Linked DNA regions of Mus musculus: all the other regions are linked to region 4. Evidence: chromatin contacts called from public Hi-C and HiChIP or PLAC-seq data. All regions are on one chromosome and are shown on one strand. The core of a region is the stretch at or near the end of the contact, and the rest is flanking DNA. Distances in the headings are between cores, read along the strand shown. Region 1 overlaps Mitf (melanogenesis associated transcription factor). Region 2 overlaps Mitf (melanogenesis associated transcription factor). Region 3 overlaps Mitf (melanogenesis associated transcription factor). Region 4 holds the start of Arl6ip5 (ADP-ribosylation factor-like 6 interacting protein 5).

Evidence for each region. Hi-C and Micro-C count contacts between places; a contact is called where the count stands out from the background. HiChIP or PLAC-seq counts read pairs in DNA pulled down with a chosen protein or histone mark.
Region 1: a Hi-C map of adipose-derived mesenchymal stem cells shows a contact between it and region 4, with 5 times the contacts expected there. The contact joins the enhancer-like site here to the promoter of Arl6ip5 in region 4. A contact is called at or near these places in 5 of 39 promoter capture datasets (the 3T3-L1 cell line, the HPC-7 cell line, cranial neural crest and 1 more) and 1 of 484 Hi-C or Micro-C datasets (adipose-derived mesenchymal stem cells).
Region 2: an H3K27ac HiChIP or PLAC-seq map of the NIH/3T3 cell line shows a contact between it and region 4, with 4 times the contacts expected there. The contact joins the enhancer-like site here to the promoter of Arl6ip5 in region 4. A contact is called at or near these places in 4 of 39 promoter capture datasets (the 3T3-L1 cell line, maxillary cranial neural crest and pre-B cells), 1 of 484 Hi-C or Micro-C datasets (muscle stem cells), 5 of 115 datasets of contacts at active chromatin or transcription factors (the NIH/3T3 cell line, astrocytes, bone marrow-derived dendritic cells and 2 more) and 1 of 9 other capture datasets (adipose tissue).
Region 3: a contact with region 4 is called in an H3K4me3 HiChIP or PLAC-seq map of bone marrow-derived macrophages, with 4 times the contacts expected there. The contact joins the enhancer-like site here to the promoter of Arl6ip5 in region 4. A contact is called at or near these places in 3 of 39 promoter capture datasets (the HPC-7 cell line, cranial neural crest and second pharyngeal arch cranial neural crest) and 7 of 115 datasets of contacts at active chromatin or transcription factors (bone marrow-derived macrophages, craniofacial prominence, embryonic forebrain and 2 more).

Annotation. Positions count from the first base shown.
Region 1 is chr6:97,882,157-97,884,982 of GRCm38.p6, reverse strand. All of the region lies in intron 1 of Mitf (melanogenesis associated transcription factor), which reads right to left. Among named protein-coding and RNA genes, the nearest start is that of Mitf, 77 kb to the right of the region's middle. Within about 2 kb of position 1,277, at least 82 of the 459 cell types and tissues checked have an H3K27ac peak or open chromatin away from gene starts, as enhancers often do. A contact at or near this core is called in the HPC-7 cell line and adipose-derived mesenchymal stem cells, where this site is marked.
Region 2 is chr6:97,819,383-97,822,082 of GRCm38.p6, reverse strand. The region is part of intron 1 of Mitf (melanogenesis associated transcription factor); the gene reads right to left. Among named protein-coding and RNA genes, the nearest start is that of Mitf, 14 kb to the right of the region's middle. Within about 2 kb of position 1,297, at least 99 of the 459 cell types and tissues checked have an H3K27ac peak or open chromatin away from gene starts, as enhancers often do. A contact at or near this core is called in the NIH/3T3 cell line, adipose tissue, bone marrow-derived dendritic cells and 1 more, where this site is marked.
Region 3 is chr6:97,970,327-97,973,076 of GRCm38.p6, reverse strand. All of the region lies in intron 2 of Mitf (melanogenesis associated transcription factor), which reads right to left. Among named protein-coding and RNA genes, the nearest start is that of Mitf, 160 kb to the right of the region's middle. Within about 2 kb of position 1,441, at least 8 of the 459 cell types and tissues checked have an H3K27ac peak or open chromatin away from gene starts, as enhancers often do. A contact at or near this core is called in bone marrow-derived macrophages, where this site is marked.
Region 4 is chr6:97,209,485-97,212,313 of GRCm38.p6, reverse strand. It overlaps Arl6ip5 (ADP-ribosylation factor-like 6 interacting protein 5), which reads right to left and starts at 1,522. Exons shown (of 3, transcript NM_022992.2): 1 at 1,318-1,522. The coding sequence starts at 1,493.

The DNA.
Region 1 (2,826 bases), core at 28-2,527, 670 kb before region 4:
GATGGGTTTTACCTAGGGCAGTAGGAGACTTTGGGGAAGAAAAAAATAAAGGAAAATGAGGAAGTCACCAGGAAAAGCAAGCAAGTGGTCTGTGGGGGGGAGGGAGTGGATGAATTCAAAATCTGGAAAATCAATTAGTCACAATTCCATAATACACAGCAAAGAGGGAAGCAGAGGCTGAGCTACACAGACCTCCCTTGGTGACTGTCACTCCACCTCCCAGGACTGTGAAGGCAGAGGCATCACTTTGTAAACGTTATTTGCCCAGTATCTATATGGAACCAGAGATAGAAAAAGAAAGAATGTTGGGGAATTATGTGTTTGTTGATGAGTCTAGCAGCAAGTACACCCTATAGCAGGCAGCAAGCAGCTCTGTGGATACAAGGCTAGGAACCCACAGACCAGCAACATAGTTTAGACTTGGTGAGCCATGTTTGGTCTTTCTTTATTATGTCTTCTTTTTTCTTGATTCTTCAATTTCAGATAACTGGGGAAAATGCTAAATATAAAAGCCATTCTTATTTCAGAGTTATTCCAAGCCAGATACAGGTGATACTTTGATAAATGAACTATTATATGTACATTCAGAATACAATAGAAAACTATTTTGTTTTATATATATATATATATATATATATATAAAACAATATATATATCATAAATATTTAATATAAATATACTATGTTCTATATAAAATATGTTATATAGCTATAAGTATGATATATAATATATATTTACATATACATATATACATTTATATACATACACATACAATTATATATGTGTACAAATATAATCAAGCTTATACATGTATACATATATATAATTAAGTTTATATCTGTATTTAAATGTATAATCAAGTATGCAGATTATATATACACATATATATTAAAAATTTAAAAATACAACATACTCTTTCTTTCATGGACTTTTCCCCTTTTCTAAATGGAGAATTCAGGATCCTTCTATTAACCTATATGGCTATACATCCCCAGCCCAGTCTAGGCCTACTTTGATCCTACTGGAAGAAACAACTAAACTGAAGGGTTTGGAACAACAGATGACAACGTATGCAAGCTATGGGCCAGATAGGGAAGTCACTTGAATTGAGGTTTAGGGTTCTACTCGCTCATGGTTTCCCATACATCTTACCAATTAGATTTTACATTTCAGCAACCTCATTAGTGTTTCGGGCTTTATGACTCAGGCTTGAGGGGGAGGGGCCAGTGACCCACAAAACAAAGGCTTCAATGTCTCTAGAGCTGAGAAAACTCCAGCTCTGTCAGGGCAAATGCTATTTATATCCCATTTAGTGGCATGCTCTGGAATGCACTTCTACACAGAGCCTCCAAACCAGTTTTGAATTCTGGGTTTCAACAATGAGAAAGAAGCAAAACAGTGGGAAGTTGAGGGGTGGAGGAGGGGGCATCTTGTTCTTAATATATCACCAAGTCCAGTGTCATGTGATTGATAAATGGAGTTAAATGGCTCCCAGCATTGACTTGCCTTCAACAAGACAGTACCCTGATACAGTGAGTTTGGAGTTCAAATTAGTAGAAAATAAAGGGTAGGAAAATACCCTAGGATGAAAGAGAAAAAATTGTGGTAAAGCCCATTTGATTTTATTTCAGAGCACACAATGGACACACACACCATACATACAGAAGGACAGATAGAAGCATTTTTATTGACTGCGAATATACATGTTCTATAGTCACATTCTATTATGCGTATGCTTTCTCCTAATACAGAAGAGCAGGGTTCTACAGGAGTTAATCTTGGCACGATGCTGCCCGAAACAGAAGGTGCCACGCAGCTCGGCAACCTAGCAAACCTTGTACAGTGATGGATTACACAGCCTCCACAAGGCTTGCCCATTACCCCCCGCTCCATTCATGGATCCCAACCAAATTAATTTTCTCTTGTGCCAGTTCTATCACATCCCCCAGGTTCACAAAGAAGATTTACCAGGACATCAGAATCCAGAAGGGACTGAACATTTTCGTCCTGGAAGAAACTTAAAATAGAGCTTAAAAATAAAACAATGAGAATGAAATTTTAGCTCTGCAGAGCTCATGGTTTCTAGAAATTGCTTTTCTGACTGAAAAAAAAAAGTTTCATTCTTGCTGTCATTATTGCATATGCGCTATGGGTTACTGAGAAACTAGCTTGGCAATCCAAAGGATCTAATTCCATACTTGATGATGGATTTCAAAATCAACTCTCAAAATCAAAGTATAGTTCGGAATAATGTCACATTCCTAGTATGGATGCCCCCACAGGCACTCTGCTCAGCAAAAACAGAAGGGAAACGAACAGGTATGTATACACTTCCCAGCAGGTACGTTAAAAAGCAAAAACAAAATGTGGGTAAAAATCATTGTTATTAATATATTTAACCCAACATGCCCCAAATACTACTTGTATAATCAAGGCACATTTTACATATAGATAGATAGATAGATAGATAGCTATAGTGTGTGTGTGAAGTTGTCAAAAGAATGAAAATATGACAAATTAACAAGATACTTCACATTTTAAAAATATAAACCTAAGAAATCTGCTGTAGATTTTACTCTTATAAATATAATTATGGCTAGCTATATTTCAAGGACTCAGTAGCCACCTGCTACCATAGCAGACAATGTAAGCCTTAAGATTTCTCTCTTCCAACACAAACAGTTCTGGTTGCAAGGGCATGGCTATTGTCAAGAGAAGCAGCTATTTTGGGTATTGCCTTACTCCTTAGACAAGCTCACACTCTGGCTTCTCTCTGACCAGCCACACTGCGGCTCCATCTGGTGTAATGGAACAGGCCTGGCCCCA
Region 2 (2,700 bases), core at 48-2,547, 610 kb before region 4:
TGATATTGCACAACTCCAATTAGTGCCTCTTCTTGTGCGTTCTCCACCCAGTCATGCTCTGTAATTATGATGAAAGGAAACATGTTGATAAAGACAAAGACTGCACTGGCGACAAAGGGTAACAACGCCTTGTATGTAAATAGCTCGTGCCAGCCTTAAATATCTCCCTCTGAGGCATCCCACCAGTCCCCACTATTTGACCTGGCTCAACTCTCAATGCTGATTATACAACGTGGAGATTGTATGGGGGCCTTATCTATGGACTTATTTCTCTTCTTGACTGTTCTTGGTTATTCTCTCCTTATTGTGGCGTCAAAACTGAAAATTCATTTCAAATTAAAAACCTAATTGGTGATATGTGTGAAGGGAACCAGGAGGGACTAACAGCCAGGATTTGGCAGACCACTACACTCATATGTTTCTTCACATTTCTATATGTGTATGTGAGAAGGTTCATGTGTGTACAGATACATGTGGGGGGGGGGGTGGAATATGTGTACAAGTGCATGTGGAGGCCAGGCTGTGGTTCCTCGGTTGCCATCCACTTATTCTAGGGTGGAGTGGGGGGGCCTCATTGGCCTGCAGCTTACTAAGCAGACTGAGCCCTCTAGCACGCAAAACCCTGGATCCACCTATCTCTATCTCCTAAGGCTTGGTTATAAACACACACCACCACACCCTACTATTTTACATGGGTCCTGGAGACCAAACTCAGATCCTCACACTTAAGCGGGCAAGCATGTACTGGCTGAACTATGTCCCCAGACCCTACAAATCTGTGAATTCACACAAAAGCTTCATGCTGTGTTGTTGCCAACTCCTTAGCTCCTCTCAGTCCTGCACTGAAGCTGGCGCTCCCCACCCCCACCCCCACCCCGTCGTACCATGCTCAGGGTGCTCAGATAATGGGTGGAAAAAGTGAGATTTAAGTTCAAGTCTACCTTCTCCTAAATTTAGACTTCCTGAAGTGGTGGTGAAAACTCTTCACCATTTTATGGTCAGAGCAGATGAGGGTTCTTTCTCTGGAGAAGTTCATTGGGCAACAACAGCAAAAACACATAATCCAAAACATTTGGGTCTAAGTAGATTAAACCCAGGCACAAGTTGCATTTCTGGTAAATCCTGAGTCTGGAACTTTCTTAGGAACTTAATTTGTCTGACCCAACACTGGCCCTGTCCTTCCTTCTTCATAGCCCCACCCCCACCCACCCACTCCAATCAGAGGAATGAGAAGTGTGCTGAGGCTTAGAACAAAGAGGAAGCAAGCGTCTGCTATGTCAGGGCTGTCTTGTGGCCATAAAAAGGACACTGGCTGAGCCCAGTCATTCCACCTCTCTGTTTTGGAAACTCCCACACTCTACAAACTGTCTGGAATTCATTAGAGATGGGAAAACAGGCCGAAAGTCGTATTTCACGTTTTATTCAGCAGAAGTTTTGTGGAAAACAATTCGGTCATGTGGACGTGCCCCAAACCACCATCACCCTGTTTCTCAACCCAATCTCCCAGTCAAGTGACTTCGGACTGCTTCCAGTTCCACCCTCGCAGAGCTGAGAAGAAACTACCCTCACTTTGAGATTTGAGCCAGTCCTTAGGGGAGTAAAGATAGGTGAATTTCAAGTCACTCAGATAGTCATACTCTTGGGTAGACCTGTCATCCATACCCCTGGACTTTTGTGCCATGTCACCAACAGTTTCCTTTTCTACTTAAACATGATGAATATGAGTGTTCTATCACCTGACAGGGGCCAACTCTGTCATTATACATTATTTATAACCAACATCTTTGCAAGTTTTCTATTTCAAGTTCATTTAGAAAGGTTACCCTCTAGCACCTATTCATGGTTTTCGAAGTGTGGCCTCTACCCCAAGCCCTCACCCGAGCAACAATTAGAAGCTTGTTTAGAAATATGACTTCTCCAACCCTATCCTGGACTACTAGATCAGAAAGTGGGGCGGTGCATCCGAGGTGCCCCTCCCCAAGTGTGGTATACTTCAGTGATGCACACTTATTATAAATCACTGTTCAGGTACATTCCCATAAACCCCATACCTCTATGTTAAATTATTCTTGGATTGCTGTTTCAGAATGAACAATTCCCTGACACAGAATGCCTTCAGTAAAAATTATGGAGTGTTGATATATTGTCAGATCCAAGAAAATCAATGATTATTGATTTAAAAAAAAATCACCTGTTTGTTTGCTTGAGGAAGGAGGGTAATTCTCTCTAGAAAGTTCTCTACCAGAGCTACATGAGTGATATGGCAGTACCCAAGGAAATCTTGGGGTCCACTTAGGGTTCACTAGTCAGCACATCCCTGAAACTAAGGACACGACATTGATCATGAAGTTCAACTCTAAGGGCTGACCATGTGAGAGAGACTGAATGTGGGGAAAGAGATTGTTCATAGGTGAAAAGTGATTGTCCAGTAGAAGAAAGGTGTCAGGGAAGGGATGCTGGCTACCAGGGAAAACTAACTGGAATGATGTCAGGTGTGGGGGACCAAGAGAGACAAAGAGGGGTTTTCAAAGTCAATGAAGCTCCATAGAGTATCACTGAGCCTCCCCTTGCCACGCCCCCACACCCAAAAAAAAAAAAAATCACAGTTTCTGTTAAATTGTGTATTTCGGTGACTTTGCTATGATGACCAAGCAAACCCAATCAGCCATCTCTCATTCACTTCCAACTCAACAAAAGCAA
Region 3 (2,750 bases), core at 192-2,691, 760 kb before region 4:
TTAAATGTTGCCAAATGGTCCCCTGAGGGGCTTTTCAATGAAGATCCTTCAGGCAGTATCTGAGAGGTATGTTCTGATGTCCCAGTTCTCACCAAATATGTATCACACATTCTAAGTTCTGCCAGACTGCACAGTATCTGGCTATAGCTTAAATGCAAGATTTCCTAATTTCTAATGAGACTGAGGTTTTGCTTTTGTTTTTTGTTCTTTTTTTGTAACAAGTGGCAAAGCTGAGCATCTATATTATACACACACACACACACACACACACACACACACACACATACATACACACACACACCTAAATACATTCCATGGCTTTCTTATTGCTACACAGGGGTTCTAATCTCCTATCTGCCATTCGTGCTAGCTATACTGTTTTTCTATAGCCTGCTTATTGTTTAAGTCAATATTTTTAACATGACCTCCCAGAGATCAGTTAAAAACTGAACAGAACTGGTAAAGAAGATTCCCCATGTCCTACTGCCATCAGACTCAAAGACATATTTCCCTAAGGCCTTATTTCATATTAAACAAGCTTTATCAAGGACGTTATCTCAATTTAAAGCAGAACTGTTTGTACAAAGGAACTAACTGTGATACAAATCTTAAGAACTTATGTGACTCTCTGATTATTGCCTACTCCTTGTCCCCAAGGAGAAAAATAAATCCTAAGTGCAATTACCAGATAAAAAGATGTAAAATCCACTGAAGTCATTTTGCCAGATTCCCAGGAAATTACACCACCAACCACATGACAAGCCACAGTTTGTTTTCCCACATCAATGTAAGCTGCAGTGTAATAAGTGAACCACAAATACAGCTATCAATGTGGTGAATTAAAGGAAAGAACTTACATTGCTTATTTCACATTATGTTATTTTGTATTTTGTTTGATTGCATATTTACATACTTATGGAACGTGCATGCATGTTTGCATGTATATAGGCATACACATCAGTGGATATTTCATGTGTATACATGCACATGAAAGCTAGATGCCTTTCTTGGTGGCTTTACACTTCCTTTATTGAGGTAGGATCTGTTTCTGAACCAGGAACTCAATATTGCTGACTAGTCTAGCTAATCAGGTTGCCCCAGGGATTTTCCTGTCTCTGTCCCAAGAGTGTTAGTATCATGGCAGACAATACACCTGCCAGGTTTTACCATGGGTTCTGGGGACTCAAACTTTACTTCTCATGCTTTGGCAAGAACTGCCTTATCCACCAATCCATTCTCTTGGCCCTGGTACTGTTACCTTAATAGGACTCATTAAGAGAGTGATGACTTCATTATACTAATTAAAAAGAAACTTTTTAAAATAAATCAGGGAAAAGATGGTGGAAAAGAAATTACTACGTTGAAAACTTCAGACAAGGGCAGGGGTGATATGAAAGATTGTTTTTTGTATTTCCAGTTTCATCAGGGAAAGGAGGAAGTGGGGTATCTTGGTCATTTGTAACTGCTGTGGAAACAAGAAGCCCTTCCTGTGCCCAGGGATTCAGAGTTCATTTGGGATTTTTTTCTCGCTGTGTGACCTGGTATAAAATCTGGTCATGATCTCAAAGCTGTTGGGATGACAGACCCAAACACGCTGAGACCATTTCTATTATTTTTTCATCTCTATTCACCCTAGATTAGACAGCAAGACCAAAAGGCAAAAAGTGTGGGCAAATATCAAGAAATGGCCTAAAAAAAGGACTTTAGAAGGGAAAGGGTGGGGAGGTTTGTTTTGTTTCATCAGCTCCTAAGATAACACCATCAAAATAAGACGAAAACTATTGGTTCCTCATCTCAGAACTCATGTTTACTGCTACTAAACCTCTGTCTGTCTGTAGTGAAAAACTCCCATTAAGCCTTACAGAAATACGGGATGGTTTTGTTTGGTTTGGTTAGGTTTGGTTTGGTCATCATTGTTTATTTTGTTTGTTGTTTTGAGATAAGGCACTGTATGACCTAGAAGTCACTATTCAGACAAGGTTGCCCTCAAAATCACTGAGATCTGCCTGCCTCTGTCTCTCTGCCTCTCTGCCTCTCTGCCTCTCTGCCTCTCTGCCTCTCTGCCTCTCTGCCTCTCTGCCTCTCTGCCTCTTCTCTGTCTCTGCCTCCTGAGAGCTGAGATTAAAGTTATGTGCCACCACACCTGGCTGGAAACATCATACCCTATTCACAGAAATCTGCTTATTCTCATGATCAAGGACTGTTTCTGGTAAGTTATCCTCAGAGTTAGAAAGATCAGTAGATAAATAACACTGAAGAAAAATCCGCGTGGTGTGTGTGTGTGTGTGTGTGTGTGTGTGTGTGTGTGTGTGTGTGTGTGTTTTCACATGCATGAGTGGACCAGAAGTCAATATCTAGTGTCTTTCCCAGTTGCTTTCTGCCTTGCTTCTTGAGACAAGATCTCTCACTTGGCCTGGAACTGACAAGAGTGTTAGGCTGGCCAGCCAATAAGTTCCAGATTTCCCCCTCCCCAGCTCTGGGACCAGAGGCAAGAGCTGCCATAGCCAACTTTTTTGGTGATGCTAGGGAACCCAGCCCAGATCCTTATTCATACAGAGTAACGTTTTATTGACTGAGCCTTCTCCCTAACAAAGCCACCTTTTGAAAAGATAGCCACTTTGGTCCAAGCTCATTAAAGCAGATTGTCTACCTAAACTTAAGTGCTCAAAACTGAAACTTCAACAACTTTGATTCACTAAGTCCAATCTCTACATAATACCAGATTTTTCATCAGCAATTTGCAATGAGAT
Region 4 (2,829 bases), core at 273-2,772:
GCACACTACGCCATCCCCAGAGTTGGCAGTTCCTTCAGCCACACACAGCTAAGATCTCACATGGAGCCCACATTTGAGAACCGGTGACCACTCCGAACCACGCCTGGAAATGAGGAAGCTTGCCAGTCTCCTCCGTGCTGTGAGTTTGCTCCTTTTGAGGCTCAGCAAATGCCATGTGTCCCTGGGCCAGAATTCAAGTCTGATTCATCTTGGTGCGCTCAGAGCTTGGCGTGGGATCTGGTGCCCAGAGGTAGCTAAGTAAATAAGCCAGCTAACCTCAGGCCAACTTAAGACAGCGCCTTATCACGCACCCCTTCCTAAGAGCCCCGAGTGTGCATCTCTTCTCTCTCCTTTTTGGGATTGTTTTTTGTTTTTCTCCCTAGCAGCTTCTCTTTCTCTTTGGGTTTGTTCGGAAAGAGAAACCTTAGAAAAGGACTTCTTTTAGGGCAAGAGGGTGTTTTGTAAAACCTTCTATTTAAATTCGTATAAGAGATAATAAAATGGCGAATATAACCATTTATTTTGTTAAAAGGTGGAAGAAGCATTTTTAAAGGGTAACCTACAAGGAAAAACAGCTTCTCAGGAAACAGGTGCGGAAATGTGTACGTGTATGTGCGCCAGAATGTTCACGTATAACCTTACTTAGCACAGGAAACTTCTTAACCAGCATCGAAAAGGCCTTCAGAGATGTTTAAGACCCCAGGCTAAGGAGCAAAGCTAAAGCGACCGTGTCCGGCAACTTCTAGGGGAAAAGAAAATGTCAGGGGGCCTCGTTTCCAGAGTCACCTCACAGGGGAAGATGCGCCACCAGGAGACTCGCATCCGCCTGAGCGGAAGCTCAGTTCTATGTACAGTATAGACAGACATTAGCCGGAGAGGCCACTTAAACACAGCCCTGGGTCCACACCCTGTCACTCCAGGCTTTGCTAGGCAGCCCCAGGACAAGGTTACAACACCACCACATTTTTTCTTATTTTTAAAACACCCACTGTGCTACAAACATCTGACAGGCGAATATCTTCAGCACGGGGACGTGGGAGGGGGTAGTTCTCATTGTCCCAAGTTCTCAGCGTTTTCCTCACCTCTTCCCTCCCAGGGTCCCTGCTCAAGCCTCTAGAGCAAAAAGAGAAAGAAAGGGGACCTCAGAGAGCTGTGGCCTCGCCCTGAGAACAAGTTTCCACTGGGTGGGCCACTTCCCGAGACCCTTCCCTGAGGCAGGCGCTCCGTGTGGACCTAGTCTTGCATTTCGCGATCTTGTCCTCGTGGTCCCTACGTCCTGACCCTGGACAGGTGCTCCAGGCAGAAGACCCCACTTACCCAACAACCGAAATCATCATGGCAGCCACCACCAGGTAGTTGGTCTGGTAATAGAGCAGATTGCTCACTACACGGTTGTTCCATTTGGAAATGTCCCTGAAGTCCGGCCGGGCGAAACGATCAGAGCCCGGGAAGAAATCGTCCCAGGCACGGAGCGGGGCGAGGTTCACGTCCATGTTCCTCTGCTTCGCGAGCTTCGCCTTCGGAATCTGGAGGCGGCGGCAGCGACAACCAGCTGGATGAAAGATGACAGCGGGTCCTTCGGATTGGTTCTGCGGTTAAAGCACGGCAGGGCTCAGAAAATTGGCTGCGGGCGGGTGTGTTGGTCTGTCTGTGATTGGCTGGAAGTGGTTAGTGACTCAGAGCAGTGGGCTTTATCCAATGTTAGGACAAAAAGTAACTAGCGGAAATCCCCTACCTAAACTAAAGGTGGTGTCAGTTCTCTCTGGCAGTTTAAATACAAACCATCTCTTTTTAAACACATCGCTTGTGTGTGTTCTTTGCCCTGAAGGGAGAAAAAAAAAAAAAAAAAAAAAAAAAAAAAAAAAAAAAAAGCAGCTGTTCAGCTGTCAATATAAGTGGAATGGAATGGAAGCCGGCCTCAGTGTCACTGAAGTCCGGTATTGCTAATCTCCCCACATATGCGTGCAATTTTCATGAGTCACTTTGTGTGAAATCACACTAGAAAAAAAAAAAATGGGAGCAAGGGTTTGACTGAAGTGAACTGAAATAAAGTGATTGCCAGCTCGCCTTTTTCTTCGCCCTTCATTTCTGCTGTCCTGTGGCAAAATTACTGAACCGTTGTGCCATCGTTATAGATAGAAGATAGATAGAAGCGGATGACTTCACTTCTTCCTGAGCGAGCTCTTAGCAGCTTCAAAGCAGACAGCTGCTGGAGGTGCTCTGTGTTCCTGGGCAGAAACATGGCTTCCCAGGCCAGAAAGGTTTCTTAGTTTTATTCCAATATTAAACAAATAACATTTACCTAAGAAAACAACTTCTACAAGACCACCAAGCTACACAACCATAACACATACACAGAGAACCTAGCACAGACACACGTAGGCCCTGTGCTAGCCGCTTCAGTTTCTGTGAGCGCCTATGAGCCCTGCTTAGTTGATGCTGTGGGTTGTTTTCTTGTGGTGTCCAGGATCCCCCTGACTCCTAGGCTTCTAAGATGGCAGTGCCTAAGGTAACAGTGTTTCTAAATTTGCAACTGTTAATTTTTAACCAAACTCAAAGTGCTCTACTAAGACCACCAACTTACCCTAAAACAAAGAGTAGTAAAATATACTTGAGGCGAAGTCAGACTTAGTTGTTTAGCTGATTAGAAAGGCAGTTGAGGAAATCATTGGGGGCTTTATGAAAATGTCTTCTGCCACTGGTGTTTAGGATAGCCTGGCAATGGACTCCAGCAATTTACTTTGGAGAAAAGTAGTTCCTAAAAAATCAAAACAAAACTAATTTATTGTGAATGAATGTCTTGCCTGCATTGTGTATGTGCTGTACCCG